Regions from separate parts of the Mus musculus genome. Here region 2 is linked to region 1. A link is a contact called in public promoter capture Hi-C data. All regions are on one chromosome and are shown on one strand. Each heading gives the region's core, a stretch centred on a gene start, on an enhancer-like site or on the middle of the called end of the contact. The rest is flanking DNA. Distances are from core to core; before and after follow the strand shown. Region 1 holds the start of Daam2 (dishevelled associated activator of morphogenesis 2). Region 2 overlaps Kif6 (kinesin family member 6).

Evidence for each region. Promoter capture Hi-C pulls out the DNA fragments that hold promoters and counts their contacts.
Region 2: a contact with region 1 is called in a promoter capture Hi-C map of cranial neural crest. The contact joins the enhancer-like site here to the promoter of Daam2 in region 1. A contact is called at or near these places in 6 of 39 promoter capture datasets (the HPC-7 cell line, cranial neural crest, frontonasal cranial neural crest and 3 more), 2 of 484 Hi-C or Micro-C datasets (MC3T3-E1-derived osteoblasts and nephron progenitors) and 3 of 115 datasets of contacts at active chromatin or transcription factors (the NIH/3T3 cell line, astrocytes and fibro-adipogenic progenitors).

Annotation. Positions count from the first base shown.
Region 1 is chr17:49,562,513-49,566,962 of GRCm38.p6, reverse strand. It overlaps Daam2 (dishevelled associated activator of morphogenesis 2), which reads left to right and starts at 2,653. Exons shown (of 25, transcript NM_001379372.1): 1 at 2,653-2,760.
Region 2 is chr17:49,830,038-49,834,810 of GRCm38.p6, reverse strand. Kif6 (kinesin family member 6) reads right to left here. Exons shown (of 23, transcript NM_177052.3): 14 at 2,562-2,670. Among named protein-coding and RNA genes, the nearest start is that of Gm16555, 11 kb to the right of the region's middle. Within about 2 kb of position 3,225, at least 13 of the 459 cell types and tissues checked have an H3K27ac peak or open chromatin away from gene starts, as enhancers often do.

The DNA of each region.
Region 1 (4,450 bases), core at 1,404-3,903:
TTCCACTGAAACAGACTGGATCAGAGGGTGAGGAGAGACAAGGGGGGAAAGAGAAGGGAAGGTAGGAAAGAGGGGCAGGAGAGAGAGATAGGAGGACAGGGTAGGGAGAGCAGGGAGAAGAGAGAGGTATGGGGGGGGAAAGAAACTCAGAGAGGTGGAGAAAGGAGGAGAGGAGGGGGAGGGAGCATGACCGAGGTAGGGACAGGGAGAGATTGATTCACACAACTATGTGTGGAGATTTGGGGAGTAACCCGTCTGCTGGGTTAGCTAGCAAGCTGAACTGGTGGTAAGTCGCTGAACTGGTTGGAAGTCAAGGTTCAAGTCTGTCTGGCAGGAGGATTCTCACAGCCTCTGCAGGGCTGTGGAAGGAGGAGAGCTCCCTCAGCTTTTTCTTGGGGTCTTCACAGCCTTCATCAATTAGATGAGGAGGTCTCGTCCGAATTCCTCAGAATCTACCCATTTAAATATTAATCTCATCCCAAACCATTTCCCTGGAAAGATCCAGAATAATACTTGAGCAGATAGCTGAGTGCTGCAGTCCGGCTATTTGGCAGGTGACATTGATCTTCAGGAACATGGCCTGAGATCATCCCTTGCCACAGTTAACTGAAGCAGTGAGAAGTGGGCTGGGCCCTCCAGCGTGGCCTCCACAGTCTGAGTTCTCTCCATCATCGTCTTCCACACTTATATCACATGTTCTTCTCCCGAGTGCTGCTGGGAAGTCTGCCCGGCCCCTTGAGGGAGTGAGGAGAAGGGTTTGAGAAGCCTGTTCCCCACCCTGATCCACGCTCTTTGGAAGTTTGTGGTGCTCTGAGCTGCCTGCTCTGGGAAGAGAAAGCCTCCCAGTGAGTGCACTTTAGAGGCTCAGTGACTCAGTGATGCTCAGGAGACAGTCCTAGGAGATGGGAGCTCTTCAAGATGGCGGACTCCTATTGGGACTTGGTGCGCTAGGATTGGTATGGGGTGCCATCCCATTTCACAAAACCCTTTGGGACTCACTGGCCTAAAAAAAAAAAAAAAAAAAAAAAACAAAAATCTCAGCACCAATTTCTTCTGATTTGAGCTTTTCTTATTTTTTTTCCCATCCCAGCTCTGCCTCACCTCTTCTTTCCCTTTTGATTTTTTTAAAAGTTTTCAAAAATTGTCTTTAAATTTTATTTAAATAAGTTTAAGGGTTTTTTTTTATTTTGTCTGTTTATTTTTTGTGTGTGAGAAATTTATTTTTTTTCCTATATGCTAGATTGGTTGTTTGGTTGTGTGTGTGTGTATGTGTGTGTGTGTGTGTTTATGAACTTGTAGAATGTGCCACCACATGCCTGTGGAGGTCAGAAGACATCGAGCAGCAGTTATGTCTCTCTCTTTCCACCATGTAGGCAGGCTCTGGGAATCAGCTGAGGTCTTCAGGCTTGTCCACCAGTACCTTGACCAGTTGAAGAACCTTGCCAGTCAGCTCTCAGATCTGCCCATCTTTCAATGTATCCCGCTCCTCATTTTGTCTGGAGAGATGTCTCTCAGTGGTTTGTGTCTTGCAGACACACACTCCCAACTGCTTCAGGGGGCCGGTGCTAATGAGACCATTCCCTTTCCTTCGGTTTCCTTTCCTGTTTTGCTCAACCCATCCCATGTTTCTTTATGATGGCACAATAAAGTTTGCTTGTGGGATAATTCAGAAAGGAGATGGTTCACTGCAGATGGTCAGTAAATAAGTCAACCATATGTCTCCTACACCTAAATAATTTTCCACTCCCCCTCTCTTAACAATAATAACAATAATAGATTGCTTTTATGTAGGACTTGCTACGTGGCTGCCAATATTGACAATAAATAGTTGGAAAGGGGGACATCTGGGTGTGGGCAGGGTACACAATAAATAGGCATGCAAGGTACTGTGGGTTATAGAGACAGCTGCTCTTAACTGACACCATTTCCGGTTTGGCCAACGAGACCCACAACCCCACATTTTAAAACACTAAATGCAAGCTTTTGGAGGATGAATAAGCTATTGTATATGGCGTGAACTACGTGTATAAGCAATAGGGTCGGATGAACTGGCCAGCTCTGAGTTGGAAAAAGCATACAAAGAGGCAAGGAGTGTGGAACATAATTTAATAAAAATAAATTTTATAAAAAACCCTATGAATTCCCAAAGAAGAAGTGGAAAAGTTGTTAGGGTGTGGTGCAAGCCTTCTAATTAGTGGTTGCTCTGTGCTGCTGGCTTATCTCTCTTGCCAACACCTTCCAGGCATACACTGACCAGCGAAGGCACCCTGCTTTCCAGCCTGATAGTTGGCTCCCCACATGGTCCTCTGCTAGTTGGCCAGAGGAGGGGAGGCTTCTGCTTAGATGGCCACTTTTAGCCTCTTTGACCCTGATATGCTTCCAAAAAGAGGCAGCCCCCAAGAAGGGCTGGATGCCAAAGTGAGAAAGAGCGGGCCCCAGTCCTGCTGGTCCTGCTGTGTACCGGTGGCTGTCTCTGTCCCAGTCAGTTCCCAGCGTGAAAACTGCAAATCAACTCCCAAGTTGCTGCCATCGGATCAGCACCTAGGGGAAAAAGCCAGAGTCTCTCCTAGCCATAAATATCCCTAGCTCCAAGACGCCTGACGTCAGAGCGGGGCGGGCGGCGGCGCGAGGCCGGCCGGGAGGGAACAGCCTGCTTTCTCCGGAGTCCTGAGCAGCCAAGGACTGAGCTGAGCAAGCGGAGCGCGGTGCCTGCGGGAAGCCGGGACAGCAGCAGCCTCACCGTGCCATGCGGGCCTCAGGGTAGGTGCAGCACTGGAGACTTAGGCGCGGGGAGACATCAGGACACTTTTCTGCCGCTTTACTTTTCCCTGTTGCGTTGGCGTCGGAAAGGCAGCCCCTCCAGCAGCTGCCTGTTTTGTTCTGGAAAATGTTTGCAGAGACTCCGATCCTGGAGTGGGCTGTGTGTGCGTGCAGAGGGGGTGGAGTGAGGAGTGTGTGCATCGGGCCACTCACTGTACACGGCTTCGGAAAACTTTGGAAAACTTTTTAGCGGCTTTGCAATTAGACTCCTGATGGCTTGAGCGAAACGACATAGATAGCACCCCGCTCCCAGATGCTGACAACTTCTTCGGTGGCTACTTTGCCCATTTCGGTGTGTGCGTTCTGTTAGGTGGACTGAAGTCTTTCCAAGCCGACAGCTCCCACTTGTAGGCAGGGCCTTAACAAGGAGGATGGGCAGCCTAGTGGAGTGGCTCTTGTTCTTCAGATAGCGGGACCTTGGGCATGCCGAGAAGCATCAGGGAGATCAGGGAGAGAGAATCCCCAGGCTGTGGCCCTTGGCACCTGTGGGACAGTCCAAACTCTTGCTATGTTGGGGTCTAACCTTCGATGCACTGGGATTCTAACAACGCAGAAAGGATTTAGTGTGGCCACAGGTAACAGGGTGGGAGAGAAGGAGGAGGAGGAGAAGGGAGGGCAGGAGGAATATGATGGAGGAGAAGGGAGGAGAGGAGGAGGAGATGATAGTGCTGCTGGCTGCTATAGTCCTGTGTCCAGCTCTGTGTCAGGAGCAGGGTTGGATGTTTCTGCCCCATGTGCCCATAGTGGGCTAACTTCAGGTTCTCTGGGAGGGACACGGGCTGCAACACCCAAAACAAAATGTATACTGGTAACATAAAGAGACTTGTTTGAGCTGTGGGCAGAGGGAGGGGGCGGTAGGGGAGAGCAAGAGAGATTTTTATCAAAATTGAACACAGATTGCTGGAGTCTGGGCTTGGTTTAACCCTTCTCTCTCTCTGCCTTGGCTGCTTCTCTGCAGCCCTGGGGAGTGTGTGGCCAGTTCCTGGGATGGGGGGAGGGCAGCGTCCTCCCCCCACCCCAGGGGGGTTGTCTGGAAGTCCCCAGGGGCACGGAAGTCACTTTTCTGACTCTCAAGAGCTTTTCCAGTTTTGTGTTGTCCTTCTCTGTGTGGCATCTGTTTCTCAGGAGAGAATGAAGTTGTGCAGGGTTGTTTTGGGGGGGTGGCCACAGGGGTCCACCAACCAGAGAATACACAGTGTACAGTCCTGTGCATGTGTCTGTAGCAGGGATGACAAACAAGTGACGGAGAGAGAGCCTGGATTGGCAGCCATGCTGTCTCTGAAGTCTCTGGTTTTACATCTTGCAGTAGAGCCAACTAACAGTGTTTAGATGGGAGGGAGGAAGCCTGGACTCACCCTATGGTGGGGGGTGTGGGGAGAGAGAGAGAGAGAGAGAGAGAGAGAGAGAGAGAGAGAGAGAGAGAGAGAGAGAGAATGAACAGACCACGGGAAGGAAGGAAATCTGGAAATAAAAACAGAACCACAGGAAGTTGAGATTTGGGGAGGATTTTAAAAATTATACAAATTGACCCCCTGGGAAGTACCGGAAACGACTGAGCAGGCAGCCATGCCATGAAGTGTGTGCGTGGTGGTGATGTGAGACAGGGAAGAAGAGTGTGTCAGTGGTGGCT
Region 2 (4,773 bases), core at 1,976-4,475, 270 kb before region 1:
ATGCCCCAATAAAAAGCAGGATATGTGGCTGTCACTGCCAATTGTTCACTGACTCTAGACTCTGTCTTCTTCTGCCTTCCAACATGGACACAATATCGATGACTCTGTTAGATTTCCATGCTGACGGGGTTGGACTGGGACTACTGAGTCTTCTCTATTTGTTGACTGGCAGCTACTGGGTTCTCAGTCTCTTTGGTGTGCAGATGCCCCCGTTGGACTCCCCAGACTGTACCCCATTAGCCAATCTAATAATTCCCATTTGTGGTAAGTATTTATCCCATTGGTTGTGTGCCTCCAGAGAACCTGCCCGACATAGCCGGTAGTCTCTAACAAGTGAGTAATGTCTGCGGATGAGAAAAAGAACAGAAGTCCAGAGAGGGCAAGGCTCCCAGTGGAACTAACTCCACTGCCTCTTGGCATGGAGCAGTTCCTTAATGAAACCATTATATTAACATCAAACAGATGTCGAATTTTCTTTTTAGAATGGGCTGTAGGCCAATGAAGGGCAGCTGTCCTGTTTATGTGACATCTTATCTCTCTTGTTTGTATACAGAAAGCTGAGCCTCCCCAAGACCATTCAGGCACACCAGAAGCGCATGCACTGACTCCCTCTCTTTCATTGGCTTTAAAGACTGACTTATTGCCTGGAAAAATATATATTTTCTATCTATATACTCTCTCTCTCTCTCTCTCTCTCTCTCTCTCTCTCTCTCTCTCTCCATATATATATATGAGTCTTGTCCATTCCTTTGCACAATGGCCAAGAGGAAGCAAGAGGAAAGTGGGAGTAGTGGCAGCTCTGCCCACTCTGGGCAAGCAAGTATGCTTTCCAGTAAAATCCAATAGCTGCTTAGGTTATCAGAACTCTACTGGACTGGAGGTCAGGGCAGCTTTGTATGGAGAAGACTTTGATAGAGCCACCCTGACAGCTATGATCTGCTTCCCCATCAGACATAGATCCAGTCTCAGATACAAGCCTAAAGCAGCCAGGAACCATCATGATTTCAGAGAACCAAAAATGAAGTATGCTGCTCATGTTGGTGGTTTTAAGACTTAGGTACACAAAACATTAATAGTTGGTGGGTGACTGTGTGTGTGTGTGTGTGTGTGTGTGTGTGTGTGTGTGTGTGTAAGGTCTCTCTGGCTCCATCCCCACGGCACTGAAGTCAGAGGCCCTTGAGTGGTCAAGTGCAGAGTTTTACATGGGTGCTGGGATATGAAATCAGGCCTTCATGCTTAAGTAGGAATCACTGTTACCTGTGAGTCATCTGTCTACCCCCATTCCTAGGGTAGACTCTGGTGGATCTTTTTGTATGGAGGTTTCTGGTTTGGGGTAAATACACTTGTAAATTTTTGGACCTGTGTTCCTTCCTAGTTTTGCCTTTAAGATCTATGCTTGTTGATGTGCAAGCATCTAATCCATCACACCAACACTACATCCTAACCCATGGATTTTCTGTTATATTGCCTGTCGACTGCTTAACATGGGGACTGAGAGCACGTTTAACTATCCCCAGCTATAAGCAGTGCAGCCATGAAAGTTCTCCTATCTGCCCTGCTAGGTGCCCAGGTGGGATATTTACCCTCCAGGTACAATTGATAGGGTCACAAGGTGCACACACTTCTTGGGATTAAGAGGGTCTAGTCCACTCTCCAGAGTGCTGGACTTGTGTTGTGTTACTGGGCTCCTGATGAACTCTGAGATATGCTCCTGTTCCTGGGAAACAGCTTCCAGTCAGCTTTCTCATCCTTCCTTTGTAGTGGCTGTATTAAGCCTTCATCTCTCATCAAGTCTTTTATCCATGCCAGTCTCCATTTTAACCAATCGTATGGAGGACCTAAGAAGAGGCCAATTCCATTGTCTTCTATTGCTTCTTTTTTTTTTTTTTTTTTTTTGAGGCTTGAACCTGCAGCTCAGGCTGGACATCAAGCCCCAGAGAACTGCTCTTCTCTCTCTCTCTCTCTCTCTCTCTCTCTCTCTCTTCCTTTTCCATTGTTGGGACTATAGGGCATAGTGCTGGTAACTAGAACTCAGGTCCTCACACATGCACAGCAAGCACGTGACCCACTTAGCCGCAGGCCCCCAGCCACCCCCCCCCCCAGCTTGACTTATTTTCCCCTGGAGATTATGAAGGCACTTGTAAGAGTCCCAGGTTGCGCTGGGCAGTGGTGGCGCATGACTTTAATCCCAGCACTTGGGAGGCAGAGGCAGGCAGATTTCTGAGTTCGAGGCCAGCCTGGTCTACCGAGTGAGTTCCAGGACAGCCAGGGCTACACAGAGAAACCCTGCTTCGAGGGGAAAAAAAGTCCTAGGTTGCTGAGAATTAGATACAAGGGGAGCACTGTCCATAGAGCTACTGCCGTCAGTAGTAGACCCCTGATCTACAAGTGGGTCACAGTAGTACTGGGATGGGAAAGCTCAGGGTGCACACAGGGAAATGTGAGACCATGGAGACTTTAGATCTTTCCTGCAGACAGTAGGCTGACGACTCAGAAGGTCAGAGTCTCTGGACTGGCTTACCTGACCTGAGGGGACCAGCAACTCTCTGACTCCATCTTACCTCTGCTTCAGAACCTGTTTGTTGTCCTCGATGGTGACACTGTCAGCGTGGTCCCTCTTGAAAATCTCAAAAGCCTCCTGGCGTCCCAGTGACATCTCCTCTCTCATCCCTATTTAGAGACACAGGGGGGATGGCTTCAGTCACATCATTTTGGGACGCCATTAAGCTTATTGCCACTTTATTCAGACCACAGAGCTGACTCCGGGGCTCCCTCAAGCCTGTAGCAGAGAGGTGATGACAGACAGGTGGTGCCTGACCAGAGGCTGTGCCTGTGAATCCACGGGGACAGGGGGACAGGGATAGGGCTTGGAATGCCTGGTTAGAGGAAATGAGAAACAGGCCTCCAAGCACCACCCCTCCCCCTGATGCTGAGCACATCTGTGAATCTACTTCCTGGTGGCACAGTTCTTCCTGTTTCCCCCTTTATGCCCCATTTTAGGTTGTTAAACTTCTCTCTGAATTTCCAGACATTTAGTAGCATAAATTAGAACCCAGATTGGAAGCTACAGAATCCACAAAGTTCTGCTTTAGCGTCTAGCTTCTATTTAACCTTATGTAATTCAGACTTACGTCCTGTGGCCGGTGAGGAAGGTCTTGGTCCTTAACCAGGAGTTAGTTATACACTCCATTCCAAAGCCCATTGTGGGAGGTCCCCAGTTTATGTCCAATTTTCACACCCTAATTTGCCACTGCCACTTGTAGGCCAACCCTCATGGCTTGGCTCTGCTCTCAGGACAAATTCTGGAGCCCAGCCTCAGAAAGTAGGTCCTTTAGAGGAAAAGGGTAGCTTCTTGCCCCAGCTTCTCGACTAAGGAGCCTCCAGAGGGAATGCTCATTTCAGGTGTGTACGCGGGTCCTCTGGAGAACCTAGGTCGCAGCTAAGTTTTGGATAAATGTACAGACTTTTGTCTTTTGAGAGAGGATCTCTTGTAGCTCAGGCTGACTTCCATCCTTCTAGGATGACCATGAACTCCAGACCCTCCTGCCTTTATCCTCCCAAGCACTGGGCTTTGTGTTCCACCACAGTTGCTTTAGGCTGTGCTGAGAAAGGAACTCAGGACTTGGTATGTGCTAGACCAGAACTCCTGTGTTTAAAAAAAAAAAGTCTGCCATTTTCCTCCTTACCACATCCTGCCAGAGACTTCTTCTCTTCTACTATCCAATACCTCTGCTGATCTTTGAAAAAGTCAGTCCTAGCCACATAGAACACATCGTCCCTCCCCGGGCTTGTGTCTGGGACAGTCAGTCCAGCAGACACTGTCTCTGGGCATGACACTCCTTTCCAGGGAAACGCAGATTCCTCCAGGGCCACAGATTGTCATTTTATCGGACTCGCAAGTGTTTTGCTCAAGGTTTGCATTCAGAAGATACTCAACCTTTGTCTGTTAGTTTAAGTTCATGCGGGCGATGAGCCCATTCTGACTGTTGGAGGAACACAGCCCAAGGCTTTGGGGAACATGTTCTTAACGGCCTTCATGCACCCCCAGCTCATTTCCCTGGAAAGAACCCTGCTATCTCCCATTCTCAGATCGAGGAACTGGCCCAGCTCATCTGACACCAATTTCATGACTACTGTGGTAAAAATAGCACCACAAGGAATGTCTGAATGGCACTGAGGTGATGTACATGGCACCCCACCCTCTTTGGTCAGGGCTCATTTCTGCCTCTGTCTGTCCCCCACACTCCTGAATGTACTTGAGGCTCACTGAGGCCATGTCACAGGGTGTGCATCTTCCTAGAGAAGCCAAAGAAAGAGAGCCAAGGTAGGCATGTCCTAGGTCTCCTCTGTCCCCAGGCTATGCCCAATTGTAACACAATATGCTTTGTGCTGTACAGTTAGCTCCACAGAGAACACACTGGGTCTTTCGGTGGGACCTTAAGGCTGCCACCCTCAGAGGAGGCTTTCACTCCTCAGATTCTATCAGGACTGGGACAGAAGGAGAAACTCTATGGCCTGTCCACTTCTTCTGCAGCTCCTGCCTTATTTGTTATGAGAACAGTGCACACTCTTAGGGAAGTAAGTCTGGGAGAGGACTTGGAATCAGCTAGACAGGCTCCCATTGTTGATGGGAGAGATTGTGGGAACAGGAAGGACATGGAGAGCATGTCCTTAGAGAATTTAGAAGGTTCTGATATGAAACTTGGAGCCATCAGTGTAACATGGTGACTATGAGCCGCTGATTTTCAAAGACCAGATAATTGAGAAGATAAG